Regions from separate parts of the Rattus norvegicus genome. Here region 1 is linked to region 2. A link is a contact called in public HiChIP or PLAC-seq data. All regions are on one chromosome and are shown on one strand. Each heading gives the region's core, a stretch centred on a gene start, on an enhancer-like site or on the middle of the called end of the contact. The rest is flanking DNA. Distances are from core to core; before and after follow the strand shown. Region 1 overlaps Sox5 (SRY-box transcription factor 5). Region 2 overlaps Sox5 (SRY-box transcription factor 5).

Region 1 (3,844 bases), core at 1,271-3,770, 130 kb after region 2:
TTACACTACTCAGGAATGAGTAAGACAGCCAGAAGACATTAGATGGGCTCTAAAATGGTCAAGCTGCTGGGGTTTGGACAAAGGTGAGCCCAGAAATTCATATGGGCATGGTTAGTAGACTCTGAGGCAGCGGGACCAGGTGTCAGGTGTCAGCACCAGCTACACTGGTCCTTTCCACTAACAGAAGCTCACCGTGGCACGTTTGCTCATCTGAAATAATTTGAGCATCTTTGCTGAGTCAAATAATTAATCTATTCATTTGTCTGTTAGCTCAGCTCATTGGTAGAGTCCCTGTTTCACATTCATAAATCCTGGAGAGAGCAAGAGCGAGAGCGAGAGCGAGAGCGAGAGAGAGAGAGAGAGAGAGACTGACAGACAGACAGACAGACAGAGACAGAGAGACAGAGGGAGAGACAGAGAAAGAGATAGATACATAGATACATACATAGATACATACATAGATACATACATACATACCACACCTACAATAATACACAAGCATATGTAATATTAAGATAATAAATAGAAATTTGTCAATATAAAGACATCAGTAGAAATAAATGTTTTTAATGACTTGTCATTTAGTTTTAGTTTAGCTGCAATATAATTTCCTAATTTTCAGAAGTTTGTGTCTCAGAAACATCCCTCAATGTACTTTTTCATTCGAGCAATAAACTTTCTTGTGTCTTGTGGAACTTACAGTGTTCCGGTACGTAAACTCAGTTCTCTATAGAAACAGCCGGCTGGTTCTGAAGATTCACTTTCCCACATGGGTGATGATGATGTGATGATGATGGTGGTGGTGGTGGTGGTGGTGGTGGTGGTGGTGGTGGTGGTGGTGGTGGTGGTGGTGGTGGTGGTGTTTCCCCCCTAGCTCTCTCACTCTCCCTTCTGGCCCAGGTCTACACCGAGCACAGGTCAGGCAGACTGCATTAGAAATAGCATCTCAGGGTAGCGGGGGCGGGGGTAAGAAGAAGAAACAGCATCTCCCATGACTGTTTCTCCCTATCTCAGGAGGAACAGAGAGAGGAGAGCAGGAACAGTACTGGTCAGCTGTGGGGCATCTTTCCGTGAAACAGGCCTGCTCCAAAGTAAGTCCTGGAGAACAAGTAAGCTAGGAAACACTTCTGAAGAATCATACCTACTGCCGACTTTTCCACAGTTAAATGTATAGTTTAATGTGATTTTTTTATCTTTTTGCTTTTTGAAGCTGGCTTTCATATATCCCAGGCTGACCTCACATCAATGTATAGCTAAGGATGGCTTTGAACTTCAGACCCTCCTGTTTCTACTCCTGAGTTCTGGGCCTGTACCCGGGGAGGGAGCTTTATGTTTTGAGGCGCATGGAGCACAGGGCCCAATGGAAGCTAAGCAAGGACTCTTCCATATCTCAGGCCTCGAAGGGCAGGGCATTTAAGGCATCAAATATGAACTCAACACTATTGAGAGTGACCGTGTCCTCTTCTTTTTTTTTTTTTTTTTTTTTTTGGTTCTTTTTTTCGGAGCTGGGGACCGAACCCAGGGCCTTGCGCTTCCTAGGTAAGCGCTCTACCACTGAGCTAAATCCCTAGCCCCCCCCCCCCCCCCCCCCCCCCCCGTGTCCTCTTCAAAAGGGGCACTGTTTATAAAAGACGCTGATCAAGGCTAGGGGCAGACGTGGGGCCCGCAGGTCCTATTCTTGGGTGGACTGGGCGTGTGATGCACAAAATAGTTACTATGTTGCAATCCCAATTATCTCCAACAGTGATTTCATTTGCAGTCAGAAACAGTTCCGATATCCAATCCTCCTACTTCCTACATTCTTTCAAAGCAAACTTAAGTTAAAATGGACTCTGGCCTGCCAGAGGAACCTAATAAAGAAGTATAAAATAATCAGCAGGAGAGGAGCGTCAATCAGAGGGGGCTGAGCGTGATTAAATAGGGGCATTTTAGAAACCTCAAATTTCCGTTCATAAGGAGAATTCAAAGCAGCCGTTCAACCCTTGCACAATGCCTACCCTAGGAATTAAAAAAAAAAAAACCAAAACAGGCAAATTATGGAAGCAGAAGGACTATTTCCCTGAGACCTCCAAGTTGATATGACCTTAAAAAACTAGTAGTCCAAAGACAAAATTTTACATTTTCATATCGTGCCACAGACTGAAACAACAATTAGTATTCTAGTGTTGGGTCCTCTGTTTTTAGACAAGAAGCAGAGGCGTTTCCTTTAGAAGCAAAGGTCTTAGGGGACATGTCTGTCACAGCAGTTATTTTCTGTCTCACTTGTTGGCAAACTTACATTTCAAAACAACAACAAGAACGAGCCGCCTCGGCTCTCTGTAAACCAAGGAGGTAGAAACAAAAAATATTTCAAAGCAAGAAAGCAAACAGACTGTAAGGACGGCAACTCAGACCGAAGGCATCTGCTCTCCAACTCACAGCCCCTGCCGCCCAGCCTTGCTACAATCTTACAGATTTTCCTGGGAGATGTTGCCATTTTAGCTTTTGTTTTTCCCGGAGTTCTGGCAAAACCCATTGCTGCAGGCAAAGCGGCAGAGCCACCAGCAAGATCCAAACCGGAAGCGAGGAAAGCTGTTCTATCTTTTCCTTCCCTCAACTCCATTACTAATTTATTTTTTTTCCAAAGTAAAACTCCCTCACTCTATCCAAAACAGCAATCCCTAACTCTCAAGACTGTAAGAATTGTTTCAAAGAATAAAACGGGACTGATCCCAGCCTCTACCACTAAGAAATGCACTACTGAAAACCCTGAACAAATTTTCGCCGGGCTCCCCAGTTCTGTCAGACAGGAAGCTAGTGAGTGTGTGGCTCTTTAAAATAAAAGACCAAAGGGACCTTTGTTCTGGCCCCTAGCATACCTCCTCCTGAATTCCACCCAGTGTGATGGCTGCCAGCACTGCTTCCTGTTCAGCCTTGATTAAAAAAGAAAAGGAAGAGAAAAGAAAGAAAAAAAATAGCAAAGAACGAAATATCTAATGCAGTCTGCCACTGATGACCAATCTATCCTTCAGCATGCAGAAATATCACTGAGATGACTTTGGAATCCACAGCCACATCCCTCTTAAACGTAAAATTGTCAACTCACAAAATAAACCTTAGATTTGGTATAGAAACAACACAGCAACAACACATCTCTCCACTCGTATAAATACGAAGATTGGAACAGAATGTCTGTTCTCATGGCCATTGACACAAATCTCTCTCTCTCCCTCTCTTCCTCTCTCCCTCTCTCGTTTTCTCTCTCTGGTTTCCTATGTTTGCATCCCATGTGTAGTTGTCAGGGGAGCAGATTTGTGAGACGGCAGAGAGAGTGAGACCCTGGGGGCACAGTGTTCATCACATGCACAGGTGACACTGGTCACATACGTTGTGCACTAATGATGTTCAGCGTCCATCAAATCCATAGCAAGCTTTAAGGCTGATACACTTGGTAAGACATTCTGGCGCCTTGATATTGTGGCACGTGGAAATGAAGACAGATGATTCTTCAGTTATGCACCCACCAGCTCACAAGTAAGCAGAAACTCTGCTCAAATGTGTGTTTCTGAGGAGAAAGGCAGGTTGTGTGGAAGTTACAGAGAGAATACGCCACCCTTCCTATTCCATTGAGGGAAGTATTTCAAAAGACAATGAGATGTCTATTGATACGTTGATAAACAAATACAGATTATAAACAAAGAAATAGACAGTAGCTGTAGACTAGCGTACAGGTGGGAACTGACAAAAATACCCAGATACATGTTATCCCCAGAAGCCGAGTTCTAACTAAATGTATACCATTGAACTCCAAGTTGTATCGAGCACTATACCTGAAGAGGGTCCTGCACTCCTTGAATTGCTGAAA
Region 2 (3,966 bases), core at 453-2,952:
GTTCTTATAACGAGATAGCTGGGTCTATTTTTCCCATTAAAGCCTCCTTGTGAATTGTCTGTAGTTCTTCCTCTCACACATTTCCAGCTAACTGCCCCCTCTGTACTTAACGTTTGCTGAACAATAGCCAGGCCCCCTTTCAATGGTTAATTTTCTATAACACCCATTTGCTTCCTTCTTTTATGTCAGGATGCCTCGCTTGGCATCAAATCCACTCCCTACCCATTCCCTTGTCCTATCTCTTTCCTCCCCACAGAGCACTATCTCCTAACCCTCCAAGTTGGTCTGACTCACATTGGGTCAAAATTATTAGAAGTTCTCAGCAGCTCCCAACAGGAGGCTAATCAGTTACCTAAAACAAAACATGGAGGGATCCAGGCTGCTACTGAACCTCAAAGTGCAATGGTCACTCAAAGGAGAAGACTCTGACAGTCCTGAATGAACTGTGACCCTGTGGTGTTAAATTCTCGCCTCTCTCTCTCTCTCTCTCTCTCTCTCTCTCTCTCTCTCTCTGTCTGTCTCTCCCTGTCTGTCTCTGTCTGTCTCTCTGTCTGTCTCTGTCTCTCTCTCTGTCTCTGTCTCTCTCTCTATCTCTCTGTCTCTGTCTCTCTGTCTCTCTCTGTGTGTGTGTGTGTGTGTGTGTGTGTGTGTGTGTGTGTGTGTGTGTGTGCATGAGAGGTGGGGGAAGAGCATGTGTGTTTATATATTCTAGATGTGAGAGGTAGAACCAGGGAGAGGTATCAAGATACACACACACACACACACACACACACACACACACACACACACACGATGTACATACACTCAAAATCCCTGCTAAATTCTCTATTTCAGAATATTTTTGCATGTGTTTCTTTACTATTGTGCTTTTTGCTTTGTTTTCTGATTCACACCCTTGGTGACATGTCGCAGGCTGCATGCAGAAACAACATCACATAAGAGCCTCATTGGACAGGGATCGGACTCAGGTTTCTCAGACCATCACCTAACTGGCAAATATGGCACGTCTGTCAGACATTTCCTTATGAAGCCCTCTTTCTGAGAAGACTGAGCATTCTTCAGAACAGACATTGGAATCTGAGGCTTAGCTAAGTTTCCTCTGAGTTTTACTAGATCCAAGTCAGTGAGTGGCTAGTCTCCTGGCTGGACTCCAGTGTGTTTAGCCAGAGTGGAGGGGTGCTTGCTTCACAAAGTTAAACACATAACAGGTTTGTAAACACACTATATCTTTCAGGCATAATAGAGTGCTTGGCAAAACCCGCCCTCTTAGGTCACGGATTTTCACAGGAGTTGAGAGGAAACGCAAGCACACCGTCTCCAGAAATCCGTGTTCATGAATGCACTTAGATATGCAACGTCTCCATATGTATCATGTTCCACGGGGCACGACGGAGGTTCGCTTGTTATCTAGAGGCAGATTCTATATCGCTCCGTATGTTTACTTAACTCTCCCCACTGACTCCCCTACCTCCACATAAGGAAAGATGGAGAGAAAGCTAAGAACTCTGCATCGGCTTACCCACAGATCTGCTACACTGCCTCCCTGTTCCTATTTTCTTTATTTGTGTAGCTGTTAGACATTTTTGCAGAGGAGGAGAGCAGCAGCCAGGCTCGCACAACAAAAGACCTACTGTCACAGAGCCAGCCTCAGACATGGTGGAAACCGGCCCACAGGAAAAGGCCTGGCTCCAGTATTAGGCCCCGGCCGAGTACAGTCACCTATATTCAGTCAAATTGGCAACAGGTCTCAGTGTTCCTGGCTTTGAGCTGTGAACAAGGGTCGGGATTGAATAACCAATTACACAACCGCTGACTGAGTTTACTCAAGGTTTGCAAACTGCTATAATAGCCCAGTATTCAGGCAACTGTTTCATCCCCAGCCAGGTGCGGTGTCATATCTACCCCCGAGTTCCATTTACATGTCACCGTATCACATACGTCCATCAAAAAGGTTAATACAGTGTCGCACTCGACGCTTAAATGAGGGGCTCTGCCTCTCCACTGGGCACTTCACGCCGACACCTCTCTTTGTCTCTCGCTCTCCCTCTGCAAGTTAAACCAAGTTTCTGTCAGAGCTACAAAATGGAGCTTGAAAGAACAGTAGCTAACTGTCGACAGTTTTCCAAAACACTGCTTCCACTAATCGGCTGTTTGAATCACCTCGGTATACCAAGAATGTGACAGTCCTGCAACTTGGCTACTCACAGAGGTACCCAAACCTGAGGCATTCCTATTGACTCACCCAGAAGCTTGTCCTCCTCCTCTGCCAAAGTGAGCAGAAAGCATCTCACTCAACATTCGGGGGATCTCAGTGTTCCCAGTGTATCTCAATGCCCGTCTGTCTTTAGACAGACTGGTGAGATGGAGCTAAACTTCCGAAATGGAATTCCAAGAAGTATTCCTAGATATCCACACAGCTGACATCATGGGATGAGTGGCTCTGAGCTGATAACCAGACTGACAGACACGGAGACATGAAGGGCTATCAGACTGCTGGAACAGAGTTGGCGAGTTTCGAGATCCTGGTCTTTACGTTTGAATCGTAACCCCTGCTCACATGGGCAGGTCATTGGGAGATAATCTAATCTTCACCTGAGGTTACTCATCTTTAAAATGGTCAACGTGGATTCTGAAGTTTTTCCCTGAGAATCATAAAATACTCGAGAAGGCACAGTGAGTGGAGAGTCCGTCCATGCTCATATAAAGGACGATGAATGCTGTTATGGTGGGGTCCAAGATACTGAGAGAATGTATGGACTTGTTGGGATCTAATAAAAATCCCACTGGGGCTGGGGATTTAGCTCAGTGGTAGAGCACTTACCTAGGAAGCTCAAGGCCCTGGGTTCGGTCCCCAGCTCCGAAAAAAAGAACCAAAAAAAAAAAAAAAAGTAAAAATCCCACTGGGATTCTTCATACAAAGAGGAAGAATAATCCCAAATTCAAAGAGAACTGAAAATGAGACAAAACCACTCTGAGATAAAACCTAACTGGGAGTCATTAGAGCCCCCGAGTTAAGATTACATGATAAGGCTATTAAATCCCAATAATTATACACAAAATACATGGAGAATGAAATCCATCATAAAGCCCTCGCAACAGTGAAGTACGCGTGGTGAGCTAGGATCTGACAGCCACTGTGCAGCAAAGGCAGACTCTCTAAGGGATGGCGTTGCAGAGAGTGGATTTTCACACCCGAAGAGCGCAGTTAGATCTTTATGCTACACCACACATGACAAAACTCTGAACACAAGCAGCTCTTTGACACGGACCTTGGCAGTAATTTCCTCAAACTCACACCCGAATCTCGGACAGTTGAAAATGAGTCACTAGGAATACAAAGAAGCAACAAAGATTTTTCCTATCCTAGGAAGCAACTGAAAAAGCAAAACCAAGCCAAAAGAATGAGGAAACCTATGGATTGGGAAATACCCTACAAACCTATATCCAAGATCGTATCAAAATCCATGTAATCAATAGCATGAAGGCATGAAACCTGATCGAGAGGTGGACAAGGGTCAGAGGTGGGAAGGCTGAGAGAGGGTTCAGAGACTGGCACTGGCCCTTCCTGGGAAGAACCAAGTTCCCACCCCAGTGACGTATAACTCTCTAAACTCTCTATAGCCTATATCTGTAGCCTATGCATCCTGCTGCCCTCCAAAGGCACCGAGCACTCACATGGTGCATACACATACATAGATGCAGGCAAACAGTCATATACACAAAGGGGAAATAACGGAGAAAGTCGTGCCACACTCCCTGGCATCACAGAATTACAAATCCACTAAGGGATTATAACTCAAGTCTGTGATCATGGTTATTACCAAACGTAAAATGTCCCAGGTATTGGGGAAGGTGTGGATAAGATGCCACGGGATGAATCTCTGAGCGCTCATTATGAAGAACGGTATGATTATTCAAAAGGAACTAAGAATAGAACTACAATGTGTGTCCCCACCGGAGATGAGT

The links. HiChIP or PLAC-seq counts read pairs in DNA pulled down with a chosen protein or histone mark.
Region 1: an H3K27ac HiChIP or PLAC-seq map of oligodendrocytes shows a contact between it and region 2, with 4 times the contacts expected there. The contact joins two enhancer-like sites. A contact is called at or near these places in 2 of 12 Hi-C or Micro-C datasets (Schwann cells and mammary epithelial cells) and 1 of 1 datasets of contacts at active chromatin or transcription factors (oligodendrocytes).

Annotation. Positions count from the first base shown.
Region 1 is chr4:178,860,116-178,863,959 of GRCr8, forward strand. The region is part of intron 1 of Sox5 (SRY-box transcription factor 5); the gene reads right to left. Among named protein-coding and RNA genes, the nearest start is that of Sox5, 28 kb to the right of the region's middle. Within about 2 kb of position 2,521, at least 34 of the 93 cell types and tissues checked have an H3K27ac peak or open chromatin away from gene starts, as enhancers often do. A contact at or near this core is called in Schwann cells, where this site is marked.
Region 2 is chr4:178,734,254-178,738,219 of GRCr8, forward strand. All of the region lies in intron 3 of Sox5 (SRY-box transcription factor 5), which reads right to left. Among named protein-coding and RNA genes, the nearest start is that of Sox5, 150 kb to the right of the region's middle. Within about 2 kb of position 1,703, at least 50 of the 93 cell types and tissues checked have an H3K27ac peak or open chromatin away from gene starts, as enhancers often do. A contact at or near this core is called in Schwann cells, where this site is marked.